Regions from separate parts of the Anas platyrhynchos genome. Here region 1 is linked to region 2. The links are chromatin contacts, called in public Hi-C maps. All regions are on one chromosome and are shown on one strand. Each heading gives the region's core, a stretch centred on a gene start, on an enhancer-like site or on the middle of the called end of the contact. The rest is flanking DNA. Distances are from core to core; before and after follow the strand shown.

The links. Hi-C and Micro-C count contacts between places; a contact is called where the count stands out from the background.
Region 1: a Hi-C map of liver shows a contact between it and region 2, with 4 times the contacts expected there. The contact joins the promoter of RDH10 here to the enhancer-like site in region 2. A contact is called at or near these places in 2 of 8 Hi-C or Micro-C datasets (liver and subcutaneous adipose tissue).

Annotation. Positions count from the first base shown.
Region 1 is chr2:33,350,726-33,357,505 of IASCAAS_PekinDuck_T2T, forward strand. It overlaps RDH10 (retinol dehydrogenase 10), which reads right to left and starts at 4,973. Exons shown (of 6, transcript XM_027452352.3): 1 at 4,474-4,973; 2 at 3,939-4,168. The coding sequence starts at 4,759. It overlaps RPL7 (ribosomal protein L7), which reads left to right and starts at 6,159. Exons shown (of 7, transcript XM_005021215.5): 1 at 6,159-6,307. The coding sequence starts at 6,294.
Region 2 is chr2:33,148,256-33,155,476 of IASCAAS_PekinDuck_T2T, forward strand. The region is part of intron 5 of STAU2 (staufen double-stranded RNA binding protein 2); the gene reads left to right. Among named protein-coding and RNA genes, the nearest start is that of STAU2, 31 kb to the left of the region's middle. Within about 2 kb of position 3,011, at least 1 of the 8 cell types and tissues checked has an H3K27ac peak or open chromatin away from gene starts, as enhancers often do.

The sequences.
Region 1 (6,780 bases), core at 3,723-6,222, 200 kb after region 2:
AGCTGAAGAAAAACTACACATATAAGGGAGATTTATTGAAGACCAGGGAACTTGGAGAGGTTAGAACACCACTACTTACGGAATAAGCCACTTATTTTTCCAAGGTTTTAGCAAGTCTTTCAGTCTAATTAGACTACAGTAGTTGCATGAATATGTATTCGATTTAGTTAATCCTTCAACTTCCATTAACTTTTTCTTTCCAAGGTACATTTAAATTCAGGGGATTACATAGTCCAAAATATCTGAGTTATTTTAGCAATATTCCCCTTTTTACTCAGTATTTATCTCTTCCTGTTATCAGCGTTAGACTGCCAAAGAGACTTTTTACATCCCTGCAAAGATAAATTTATAGGCATAACTTCAAGAATAGAGTAGTTTGTAAGTGAATGAGCAGCACTCAGAGTAAGGCAGCAGTACACAAGTCTGGGCCGTAGTCTTTCACTATGCCTTTTTTTTTTTTTTTTTTTAATATGACAGAGCTAGAGCTAAATGCTTTTGCTTCCCCCTTTTGGTAAGTTGAAGAGAACTCATCTAGCAAGATTGCTTCACAATGAGAATTTTAGAGGCTTCACATGACAGGGAAACACAGAAGTGATACCACTGTTCTCTCAGAGCTGGATACTAAAGATCTGCTGTACAGAAGGACCTTCATATCACTGACCTCAGTGGTGCCTGACTTGCATTGCCTTGCCCCTAATCCCCCACCATGAGCCCCTATTCAACATTTGACTCTAGAAGAATTTCCCAAGAACTATGCTGATGTATAATATTAATATCTACTTATTCAGCAGTAGCTTTAAAACCTTATATTCAGGAAGAATAATAGGTACAAGATCTCAATCTGTTCTGAAGTAATTTGTACAATAGCTTTTCTGTTCTGTGATCTATAACACAGTAAGTTGGTACTTCACTTTAAAGCTTTATTGCAAAACTGTAAGAACAAACAGAAGTATTTCTATTTTTTTTTTTGCTTAAAATTCATTAAGCAACAATTTAATCTTGAACTAACTTAACACTCAACATTTTTTTTTAGATCTGGATTCTGACATACAGGAAGAGAACTCTGTGGTCTGCAGAAGTTCAGTTCCAGTAATTGACAAGTGCAGCCAAGTAACTTATTATTCTCACAACAGACTGGCAGGAAAGATACTGTTACATTACAGCTACAGTTTTATGCATCTGCAAATTATAGTATAAACCAGAGCTGGCTTGTTTCAAACCGAGAATGGATTTTGTCCCTGTGTTTTCAATATCAGAAGCATTTGAGTTATCACAGCATGAAATAACAGGTTTTTAATACTGCAATGGATTTTATGCTGTGGAAATTGCTACATGATGCAGTGGCGACATGTTTATACAGAACACACATAGGAAGGCTTACACAAATCATGGATGTCAGCAAAATGGAAAGCATCTGTTTAGGCTGTGGCATGCTGCTAAAGCTCTCCTTACTGCCAGTTTGGGATACAGTACGCAGCCCAGTCAGAGTCCCCATAGCAAGCCAGTGGGACTTTTGTCTTGCTGCCTGCTGCAGAGGTTGGGCAGCCTTTGGATCATAGCTGGTAACACTGAACAAATTTGGTTCACCTGCACTCTGCACAGAGAGCAGGCAACCAGCCTCATTTCAGAGAGTTCAGGGAGAACAACACCATAGTCCCATTTGCCATTTTTAATACAGAAGCACATGGAGGCTTGATAAGTGATCAAGGAAAAACAATCCTGTATTATACAGGAGAAGAAAAACAAGATCCAGGAAGCACAGACACTGAAATACAGAGCAATGTTACATGGAAGATCCTTGTCTTTATGAAATCCATTTACAGCTTTTTGGATGAAACACCCTCCAAGAATAGTTAAAAGTCTACATAATACTCCAGAGCATTCACTTTGCTTTTGGACCACCAGTTTAGCTGACACGGAAAAGTCTAGCTGCATAAGACTTCACACATCTAGACACATTGTTTTATTTAAGTCAGCATTGACTTGCAAAAAAAAAAAAAAATTGGCTTCAAATCAGCTGATTCAGATGATACCTTATGAATTAAGTATTTTTTTTTTTTTTTTAAATAGAAGTCCACCCACTGTTGGTCAAGCCAACCTTTTCTGGGATCAGGAAGGGGAAGACTAGGAAAAAAGCTTTGTAGCAGCAAGAAAATAAATAAAAGGAAAAAGCAAAGCAGGACACAGGATCTGCAGGAAGCATACGTATGAACAGATCCTCAAGTAAATATAAAGGGTGTTGACTGCTCCTTAGAAGCTTATGCCAAGGCATGAATTTTCACAGTTCAGATCTAACCATACCTTTTTGGATTTAAAAAAAATTAAAGTCACTTTACACTAACATTTAGAGATGAATGAAACTTATGGAAAAACAATCATAGTGATCCTAGACTAAGTTTAGTTTTATATTACTGTAAAAAGACAGAACACACAGGGTGCTTTATAAAGGTCTCTGAAACAATGTTATAAATAAGTGTATGACTTCGGCCTGAAGGAAGAACAGCTGGAAAATTTAGGATCCTCCCATATTTTAATTCATGGTGATGTCATAATTTAGAGTTCTTGGAAACTTTGTCAATTCTGCTTTTAAACCACATCAATAACAGTCATTAAATCTAGTGTACATCTCTGTTTGCTTAAGCATCAGCTTAACTTTTATAAAGGGGAACATGCAGAACTTTTAGCTGTTGTAGGAAGTCCTATGAGCATTTTCATCACTTTCCAAATTGCCTTAAAACATACTTTAAGGTTTAGGAGTTTCTAAACACAATCTCATGTGCATTGAAGTTTAAGCATTCTCTCAGCAATGCTTTACAATACATTGGAAAAAGACTGCTCTGCCATTAAGTGTTTCACAGAACAGATTTGAAGGGGGCTCCTTTAGGGTTATGAAACAGCTTGAAGCCTCCACATTAGAAACCCAGGTCTGATAGGTCCGTCTAAGTTTTGAAGATGAGGAATTATACAGAATTTTATTATCAAAAAGGTAAGAACAGACAAGAAAGCTCAAGTTGAAGTATATTTCAGATTGCCTAATCCTTTGATTGTTATGCAAGTGTATTTCATAACCTTATTTGAGGGACCAAAGAACAGTTCTAATACTAACAATAGGCTCGATCTGACAGCTAATGCTAACCCAAGTGTGCATTGTGCCCTCCTTCGACATAGTAATTTATATAACTCCACACTACAGTGAGCTTAAAAATAAAACACACATGAAAACAGGACTTAGGGAGAAAAGAAGAATGAGATCAGATAACTTCTCCTTAATTAGTAACTGCTACTTACAAAGACAGTATCACCTCAGAATCCACTTTAAAGGTTTCTCTTACTTCCACTGGCAGCCCCAGGATAGAGCTATGAGGACAAATACGCAGAATTCCTGAAAGAGTGTTCTTGGCTTGATTTCTTGAGAGATCTTTTGCCTTTACTCTCAGCCTTCAAAAGGAAGGGTTTGCCTCCAAGGCAATTTAAGCAAGATTTCCAACAGATTTTTTAATAAGTATTTTTTTTCCAGAAGTGTTTAAGTTCACTACTGTAACCATTATTAAAACAGCATTTTAAAGCTGCTAACGTACTAGTATAAAGCTACAGGAGGAGGGGAGTGAAGTCATTCATTAACAGTAGCAACCTTTAAGCAGATTCAGAGGTTACGGTTGCAAAAGACTTCATGCCCAGGACTACATAAGAGGGCATGAGATTTTAAACTCCAGATTCTAGGAGGACATTGTTGATTTAGGGCTATTTATTAATAACTGTAATACCCACCATTCCTGCTAGACAGAAAGTTAAATTAAAGAATAAGAAACCTGCAAAGTAGCCAGCTTGCAGATTAAAGGGAACAAGTGCAAAACCCAAGAAGACAGGAGTTAGGCAACAACAGTTAATTTCCTAAAATTAAGTGACAAAAAGGGCAGCAGAAAGAAGTTTATAGTTACCCAGAAATGTGCGTGACAGTTGACCATCATGGTCCTCTCGATAAGCTCATCGGGACACTCCAGGAGATGGTGCCCGGAGACCACGCCGGCGTTGTTAACCAGGACAGACACCTCGCCAACCTCTTTGCGGACCCTCTCTGCTGTCGAGTAGACATTTTCTCTCTTGCCCACATCGCAGGTGTACGTGTAAACCTGCAAGCCGCAATGGGGCAGCGCATCTTTTTCTCCATCTACTAAGGAACACAGACAAGAGAACAACAGGAGCCTTACTTGGGTTCCAAGAGGCGAACTGAGAGTTGAGCGGAAAGCGCGAGCCGGCTTCCATCGGGCTCAATAAACTTGGGCACAGCGGTGCCACGGGGAAGGACGAAGAACTCAGAGTTTTGCTGTCGCTGCCAGGTCTGAAGGACGCCCCGTGCCCTCCTGGAGCTGCCCCATGCCCGGGGGGGACCCTCGGGCACGGCGGCTGCGGGAAGGGGAAGGGAAGAGGCACAGGTGAGCTGCGGGGGACATCGTGGGGGACCCCCCCGCTTACCTTTGGGTGCGCTGGCGGTCTCGGCGAGCTCGCGGTAGATGTGCCGCACCATGCCCGCCGTCTCCTCGTTGCTCTGCGTGTTGATGTCCCACAGCACCAGCAGCGCCCGGCGCCGGGCGAACTCGAGGGCGAAGAGGCGGCCCAGGCCGCTGCCCGCCCCGGTGATGAGGCACACCTGCCCGGCCACGCTCTTCTCCTTGGGCCGCACCAGCCACTTGGCGGCGGCCAGCACGAAAGCCCAGAGCACCCGGAAGGTCACCACGAAGAGCTCCAGCAGGATGTTCATGCTGCCGGCCCCGAGCCCCCGCCGCGCGGCTCCGACACCCGGGGCCGCCCCCGCCTGCGATCAGGAGCCCGGCACGGCACGGCACGGGACGGGACGCCCCGCACGGAGCCCGGCACCGCCGCCCCGGCCCCGCACAGCCAGCCCGGGGAACGAGCCCCAGCACGGCTCCAGCCGCCCGCCCCGACCGCCCGCGGCCCCGCTGCTGGCAGTGAGCATCTTGCTCGCTCGGCGCCCTATATAGGGCGGGCCGGGCGGGCGGGAGGGCTCCTCCTCCCCGGCTCCCCGGCCCTCCCCCGGGCCGCTCCGCCTTCCCGGGACCCCCACACCCCCGCCCAGCCCAGCCCAGCCCAGCCCAGCCCCGCCGCTCGGGGGCCGGCGGCTGCGAGGCGGAGCCGGTGCCGGTGTCCCCCACCCCTCAGGGACTACATGTCCCGGCGTGCACCGCGCCGCCCCCGCAGCGCCATCTTGAGGCGAGGTTCGGGGTGCGGGGTTTGGGGGAGTTGACGGGGAGGTGGAGGTGGGGATGCGGTGGCGTGGGTCTGGTTTCTCCTAGAGAGATCTGGGTGCCCGCGTCCTGAGCTGTTTTTTTTTCTTCTCGGTGGATAAAGTGAAATCTCTTCGTTAAAAGAGTGCAAAATCTTTTCGGTGCTTAAAGGGGACTTATAAAAAAGATGAAGGGCGGCTCTTTGCTCAGACAGGACGAGGCGGAACTGTTTCAAACTAAAAGAGGAGAGGTTTAGATGAGACGTTAGGAAGAAATTCTTCACTCAGAGAGCAGTGAGGCCCTGGCACAGGCTGCCCAGAGAAGCTGTGGCTGCCCCATCCCTGGAGGTGCCCAAGGCCAGGCTGGATGGGGCTTTGGGCAGCCTGGGCTGGTGGGAGGTGTCCCTGCCCATGGCAGGGAGTTGGAACTGGGTGGTCTTTAACGTCCCTTCCAACCCAAACCATTCTATGAATCTATAATTCCTTATACTTAAGGTATTTTAAGTCTTTTATTATCTATTTGTGAGCTGATAGGTTTTAATCACCCCATTCGTTACAGCTTTAACGAGACCAAATGACACGAGCTGCTGCGTTAGAACAAAACAACGCTATTCTACGAACATCATCGCTAATGCAGCTGCCACCCGGCACCTCTGTACGCAGGCAGCAAATAACCCAGCAGATGCCGACCGCCCTCAGCCCGGCTGCCCGCTCTTTTATTGCCACACCGAACAGTTCTTTGCTGCTCCAAGTTCTGCCACTTCTCCTGCACGCGTACGCCAGGACTAGTTCCTCCAAAGGCGATTTTAACAACGTATGTAGTAACAAGCACGGAGCAACTTTCTAAATTAAAAAAATAAAAAAAAAAAGCGACGTGCCCCGCCGAGCCACTCAGGCACTCCCTGGCCACTCCTCCCTACACGCCGCTATCAGGCAGCTCCGCGGCCACCCCAAAGCCGGGGTCCTTCCAGCGCTCAAAGCCCTGCCGAGCAGGCGGGAGGCTTTAGGCGGCCCTGCGCATGCGCCCGCCCTCTCTCTTCCGGCGCTGAAGATGGCGGACAAGGAGTGAGTACCCGCGGCGCCTCGCTGCCATCCGCCGCCATCCGCGGCCGCGGCCTCCTTTGGGCTGACGGCGGGACGCTGCCCGGCCGCGGGGGCTCTGCCGGCACCGAGCGGGATGAGTAGGAGGGTGGGGAGCGGCGGGGATGCGGCCGCAACCCGCTCCGTCCCGTCTGCTGGCGGCGGTGGCTGCCCCGGTGGCCTGTGGTGAGGTGGAAGGGAGGGAGGGAGTCGTTACTGTCTTGTAAATGCTGGTATTGTAGCTTTCGAAGCATTTAATAGCTTTAAATTCCGGTAAGTTACAAAGCTGTGTAATAAAGCTCTTAATTAAAGCCGTATTTTTTATTTTTTTTTTCTCCAGAAGTATTTGTTGAAATGTTAATTAGCCGTAATCGGCGTTCAGAGAGCACATAAGAATGTTAGGCTTCCTTGTTTCAATGCAAAAGGTGATCCTTTTAAGCTGTATTGCAGCTTGGTAA
Region 2 (7,221 bases), core at 1,761-4,260:
GAAGTTGAATTTATAGCAATATTTAAAAATTAGGGAGTTTGAAGTGAAAATGCAAGATGAAAAGACATCATTTCATAATAGTCTAAGGAAAATTCAGTTGGCTTCTTATTTTTGTTTTTCCCTAGATTTTTAAATTGTGGTAACTTTTGTATTCTAGCATTTCATTCTGACTTTTTAATAGGAGTAATACCTGAATTGTAAATGATAAACAAATGATAAACTTTCATTACTCTACAGATTGTCTGATTATTTTATTACTTGTTGTATTTCTTGTTGCTACTGACTAGAGCTGCGACTCATATATGTCAGGTTTAAATAGCTGGCTGTGGTGCCTAAAATGAGTTTGGTTGATATTTAGGAATCTTGCATTTATTTTAATTGCTTTTATAATGATATTAGTTTGACTAACAGATAAAAAGGCTAGACTGGAAAAAATGCAGGTTAGCAAAAAACAAAACGTGGACTTCTAGAATCTGATCTTAGTTACTGAAACAAAGTCATGGAAACAGAACCTCCAAACACTTAGCAGTTCCTAACTCTTAAGATTTTTTTTTCTTTAAATGAAAAAGAATAGCACATCTACTGTAATCATTGTTTGCTTCTTTCTTGAACTTTGTTCCTATGTTAGGGTGCAATGGTACATGGACACTACTATTCTAGGTGCATTAGGTGGCTAGCAAGGGTATTTGTTTTCTGATCACAAAACAGGTAGGGTGGGACAAAAAGCCTAAATCTCTGCTTGTCTGCCCCATTGTACTTAGTTGAATACAGCAGCCTCTGCAGAACGATTAATAATACAGAGGATCCTAAATTAATGAATAACTAAAACTAATTGATAAATAACTGTCTGTTTGCATGTGCACGCACACCCTGTACATCTGCCTACCTGTGCACACAGTCATACCAGATGAAAGACAAGTGTTGCCATCCTGTAATGTCTAGGGACTTGTCCTATGTTGGAAATAATTGTTCATCACCTTGTTTTGCATCAGGAGGTGCTGGTTTGTTATGATCCCAGTAAGAAAGGCACTTACAAGGTATCATTTCTTAGAGCACATGCTGTAAGAAGAGAGTAGCACAGATAATCCTATGTTCCTTTAGATGCTGGGAGCCCCCAGTAGTGTGGCAAGAAACAGGTCTCCATCCCATGTGCAACACGTCATGCAGACCTTATCCTCCCCTTTTTGGTCAGTCAAACTTTTATAGGATTTTCTTAGAAGGAAACAACTCTGTTATTTCTACAGTCAAAACAAAAACATTGTTCTCATGAGAACTTCCTGCTGCACTGGTAGATAAAGGCAAGGCCGCAGAGATGTCGAGGGAGAGCTTCTTGCAGCGAGGTAGCTGGGCTGACCCTGCAGCCAAGCATGGCTCTGAAAGCTGCTTGGGTTCACTGCGTCATGCATCACAGACACCTCAATGCACAGGGTTCTTTCTGTTGGGATCGCTGCCCGCCTTGACCAGGGAGAGGTTTGAAGGCGGTTCTAGATCTGTAACAATAATCAGTGAAGCACAGAAACTGTATTTTGTTCCCATAGGGTGGTATTTACATTTATTACATTTTAAACAACTTGCTGCTACTGTGTATTTGGCATTTGTTTGATGATTTTTAGAATAGAAGTGTTGGTCTTCCTGAGTAAATGGAGACCACGTAGGCTGTTTACAAACAAGATTTGAAGAATAATTTAGGTAAGATGCTACAATCAGTGCTCTTCCTTTTCATTAGTCTCTGACTCTAGATTGAGGAAGCAGCTGTGTTATTAAAACAGATAACTAAATATGTAGAAAGCTGGAAGCCATTTTGGTCTTTTATACTCTTAACTAAGTTTCTTGCTGATCTTTGTTTAAAAAAATGTGCTTTTCAAATACTTTAAAATACAGATTATGAGATTGTACCAGGGGACTCTGATTCTAGCAATTACTTGAGGGGGGAAAAGTAAAGTACTGAGTACTTTTATGCCCAGGCAGGGCATATCTTTAGACCAGTTAAGTCTAGCATTTCAAGTTGCACAAAAGATCCTCTTCAGTAACTCATGGAATTGTAGTCTAAGAGCTGCTATTTGCATGCAAATTTGAGAGCTAGCTTCCACATCAGCTTAAAATGATTTATGCTGAGGTGGCCTTGATTCCTCCTCCTCCGTTGTGCCCAGCCCATGTTTCCCTGCAATTTTTCCAGCTCCAGCACTGGTAGATGAGCTGCTCAGAAATTAATCAACTGGGGGGCAAGAGGAATGGAGAAGTTACAGCGTGACTAATGTCTCTCCTTAAACATGTGCTCACCTAGTCACACAAAACCTTGTGCTGTCACCAGGGAGGGGTCAGGAGAACTACACTTGCACATGGAGTAGAAAATATGTATAATATGTATATGGGCAGCAGGTGTGTTAGCACAGAGGATTACACACAAAATGCAGCAATGCAATTGTAAGGTCCACAGCATAAGTTAATGGTGAAGGTGACTTTTATGGGGGGGGAAAGAAAAGGGAGGGGGAAACAAGTGAGAGGAAGAAAAAGGAAATAGAGAAACTTTTCCCACTGGCCAGCTTGAAAGGGAAGTGACAGAGCATCCTCTATGAGTATCCTCTGCTTTTCCTGTAGTTATTCTGTGGTTTTCACATGGACCTGCTTATACTCCCTGTTGTTTGTTCCAGTTTATGACAGTGTTCATGCTGCATCAGGGCAGGTGTTGAATGTTGACTGCTTCTTGAGGTTTGTACATGCATGTTGCTGGGCTCAGCAATGTATACCAAAAGTTACTGCCAAGGAGAGAGGACAGAGGAGAGAAGGACTATGGTATGGTACAGATTCAGCTGTCAAATTGAGTATCAACATTATCAGCATTTCCAGGTGCGAGGCCTTGAGAATAGAAGCACGGAGAGAATAGCAAGGGAAAAATCCAGCTAGCCAAACTGGAAAATGCTGTCCAGGCAGTGCAGGTAGAAAGTTACAGAGCTGCAAGTGGCAGGCAGGCTCCATCACTGCACATACAAACCTCTCAGCATGGCACAGGGTAAGGCCTTTAAGGCTGTGTGTAACACCAGGGCAGCCCTGGGTAAGTCTCTCCCTATGCTAAATAAGGAATCTGCTCCCCTCTTAGCAGTACCTAAACAGTTAAAATACTGTCCTGCTTGGAGTGGATGAGGCAAGGATGTACTAGCATGGCTTTTCACTCAAGCTAGTGAATGTGGTACTCACTAGGTTAACATCACTGGGCTGTTGTTATTACATTGCATCTCCACCCAAGCTGATGAAATCTGTATGGTCTGTGCTGAATCATGTGGATTTATCAGCTTAGGTCTCTGGTAGGCTGGATATCTGTATACTGCAGTTTGTTTCACAGTATAGATAAGACCTTTAAAGTTTTTTCATATCTGATGAGACAGCTTGGGAGTCCTCTCCAGATTATCTTTATTCCAGTAGAGTCTATACAAGTTTGGTACTAGGAAGCTTGATGGCCTCTGACAGCTTTCTTTTTGAACGCTCGCCTTATCAACTTTGAATCCAGCCATGTTAGACGACTTTGTAGTTAATAAAGGGTTCAACTACTGAATTATAGTTAAAATTAAAAAAAAAAAAAAAAGACTTTTCTGCACTCATAATTAACCAGGTATATGCTTTCTTTTAAAGCCTCACAAGTTGGAGTTATGAGCAATTCTCCAATAAAGGCATGTGAGGAACTTTTAGTTCAGGTGGTATACATTGCAGAAAAGCTAACGTGGTGAACATTGCATTTGTATGGCTTCTTTTATCTGAAAACTTCATAAACTGACTCTAGGGAAGTAAGTGCTAGTGGTTTCAGGGACTGTTTGCGAACTGATTTAGTTAGCATCTTGTCTGTGTTTGTCAGCCCACCATTTGGCACTGACAAGCTACTCAGAAGAGGCCAAACAGTAGGGCAGGTTTGAAAAATATTGGCAGAACTGATGAGGAAATGTGTGTACTACTCATAGCAATAGCCAGTGCTACAACTAGTACTCTGTTGCATCCCTGAGCATGCAGTTGGTTTAAGCCATTAAACAGTAAAATAAGTGATTAAACAATAAAATGAGATAGCTGTTCTGCCTCCATGACCATCCAGCTTGCCTTGTCGTGCCACTGAGTGCTTGTTTGTCTTGTAAGCTATTTTGTCTTCAATTAAAGCTGAAAAGAATCATCCCTGAAGTTTAATTGTCCAGCAGTATTTTCAAATGTAGAATGTCTGTAAATGACAGAAAAGAAATTGTATCTTACAGACTTTGCCAAACCAAGTGTTTTCAACCAAGAAATAAAACCACTAGAAACTGAACACCAGCTTTTGATGTTTCAGTATGGAAAGTAGTGTCAAAGAGATCACAAAATGCAACCCTTGTTTTCTGGGAGAGTTCAGAAATTATTTGCTTACCATATAAAATTCCCTGAAATGTGTCTCACCACAATCTAGAGAGCTTGAAAAACCTTTATTAAAAAAAAAAAAAAAAAAGCATTCAAAATTAGTAACACTTGTGAAACATAGGAACAAAGAAAAAGAAAAACAATGACAAGCTAAATGATGGGAATAAAATAATTAAAGCAGTTTCTTGCTTGGTTTTGGGAAAATTGTATGGTGTGTTCTATAAGTACATGTCACGCAAAGTGGTAATGTCCCTGGGATAAACTGCAGCTTCTGTGTGCTTTGACAGTTTCTGCTGCACTGAGCCTTCATGTTGATTTTGTTTAGGGTTGCTTCTTCCTGCCTATCCGTTGAATACTGCAGACTAAGGAGAAGATGATTGCCTTTCTTCAAGGGGAAAGGGTGCACAGACCATTCCTCCTTGTTTCTTTCTTCACAGCTCTGTCTTTCTGAGCACAGTTCTTGTTAGTGAACATTACTTTACAACATCAGACAGAGAGGAAGCATATTCTTGCCTCTTCTGGAGCCAGCCAAGCTGCCAGGCCACAAAGCACAGGGCATCTCCCTGAGTGTGCAAGTATTTCCTGCCTGTTGTGTCAGTAGTTACCCTGCTGAGTACTTACCTTAGGCTGCATGGGTCTGTTTGCTTAGGCTTAGTTGCTTCTGAAATTATGTATAACAGTCCTGTGGACCAGTGCCCTAAATAATGAATCAGCACTTCAAAAATGGGGAATAGTAAAAGGAGGTTTGAGGGATTAGCCTTTGGATAACTCCATCTGTAGCTGCTAGCTGCATAGTGGGCTAACATGTTCTCCAAATTCAATCTAATGATTAAAATGAAATAGACGGTGTGAGTGTTGGATAAATTACTAAAATGGTCAGATCACATGAATAAAATATTGTACGGAGAACAAATGGAGTAAAAATGAAAAGTTTGTTTCTTCTACAAATGCTGAGTTAAAGATTAAATACACACATCAAAGGGAACAGATTGGAAGCTAGCGTTACTCAATTTTGAGTGCTTAGCAGTGCAATATAAATCCTCACTCAGCTTCATTTATTTCACAAAAGGTACATGATCTTGAGGGAAGAAAGGAGAATCTAGCCAGAAGAACAGATGTGGAGAACATAAGCCAAATTTCCAAGTGAGTAGGTTGCACTGCAGGCAGGATGCAATACCAAATCTGTTGAGACAGTCTTCAGAAGTACACCTGCAGTCATACAACCTAGTTACCTCATTTGCAGAAAGAGGATGAAGTTTGAAATTGTCCAGGCCTTTAGGTGTCATACTGTGCTACCAGAACCTCCTCTGGAAGGAGACTTCTGCCTGTACAAAGCGTCTCATCTGTCTGAGGCTCCAATCTAGCATTGATTACATCAGCTAGTAGCCTGGAAAAGGTAGAGTTCAGATTATTCTGTAGAAGAATGTCTTTTCATGAATTTAGGCATATAATTAGCTAATTGTCTTTTGCTAAAATTCAATTATTGAGGCTTTCTGCATGGAAGGTAGATTTTATGCACGGCTGTGTATGAAGCAGATGTCATCTCAAACGTATATACTGTGTCAGGTGGGAAGACACTCAATAGGGTCTCTGAGATACCCACGTGGGACTGGCAGATATGGCAGGAGACCTAGAGGAGACCTTTCTAGAGTGGTAGCTGGAGGCCAGGCAAGGTGCTATAGAGCATTTCAAACATCCCTGCATATCTATGCTTAGTTAATTGAATAAATCTCTACAAGCAGGGTTAAGTCAGCATATTATTTTAGATAATCCACCAGGATTACAGCTACTCATGGGAAACTTGTCATTTCTGTGGAGGAGTCCTGTGTCACATCATGTGGATATCTCACAGGTACATGACCGCAGCCCTAATGATATGGTGTGCTTGCGTTCAGGCAGCTGATGGTGGTATTCAGATCCAAGCTCAGATACCTTCCTAGTCTCTACCTGTTCAGGAGAAGCCTGTTCTCCCATTATAACCACTGGAATGTCTAGTCAGTGCAGTCACAAGTCTAGAATGCCAGTTGTCATACCATAAGCTAAGATGTCAGCATTTCATATGGTTCTCTCCAGGGCTTCACTGTGATGGGAACTTAGTTTTCTACACATAATTAAATATATAAATGTTGGTGTCTGAATCTAGAACTGAATCCTCCCTTTCTTATACTAAGAAATAATTCTAAGAATGTTGAAATGTAATAATTTTATGAATGCTGCGGTGGGAGTCATCAGACTATCATAGTGGAAGGATTGTAAAAAGATAAAAATCTCTCCCTAGAGAGAAAAAGTATCAGATCAATCAACTCTTCAGGGATATATGAAAGAGCGAAATATTTTCTCGTATCTGGGTAATAACAGCTCTAATGGGAGGCAGGCAAGCATATACACTTTTTACTGAAGTGCTTTTGGTTTAACTAAGTAGTGTTTTACTACAGAATGCTGTTGTGCTCTGAACACCAGTGCCCTAATTCCCAGGTTGATGTGGACTCTCAGCTCTGAAGCTTGGTGTGTTAAGCTAGTCATCCCAGGACAAACAAGAGAACAAAACACTTGGTCCAGCAGCAGGGTTGGGTGGCACTGGGATTTTTCACCATGTTATAATTATTGGCTTCTGGCTTAATCTACAAGGTACAACATCTCTTCCCCTAAAATGGCCAGAAGGAGTCTGAGGTGCTTTGCCTCACGTTTCCATTCAGCATAGCAAAGTTTTGTCCTTAAAGTTTGCATTTTATGGAATAAGAGGTGTAATGATAAAGATGTTTACTGTCTGACTTTGAGAGAACTCCCTTCTGCAATCTTTACCCATTTCCCCTCCCAGCCTTTTGGACTAATAGACAAAAACACTTTTGG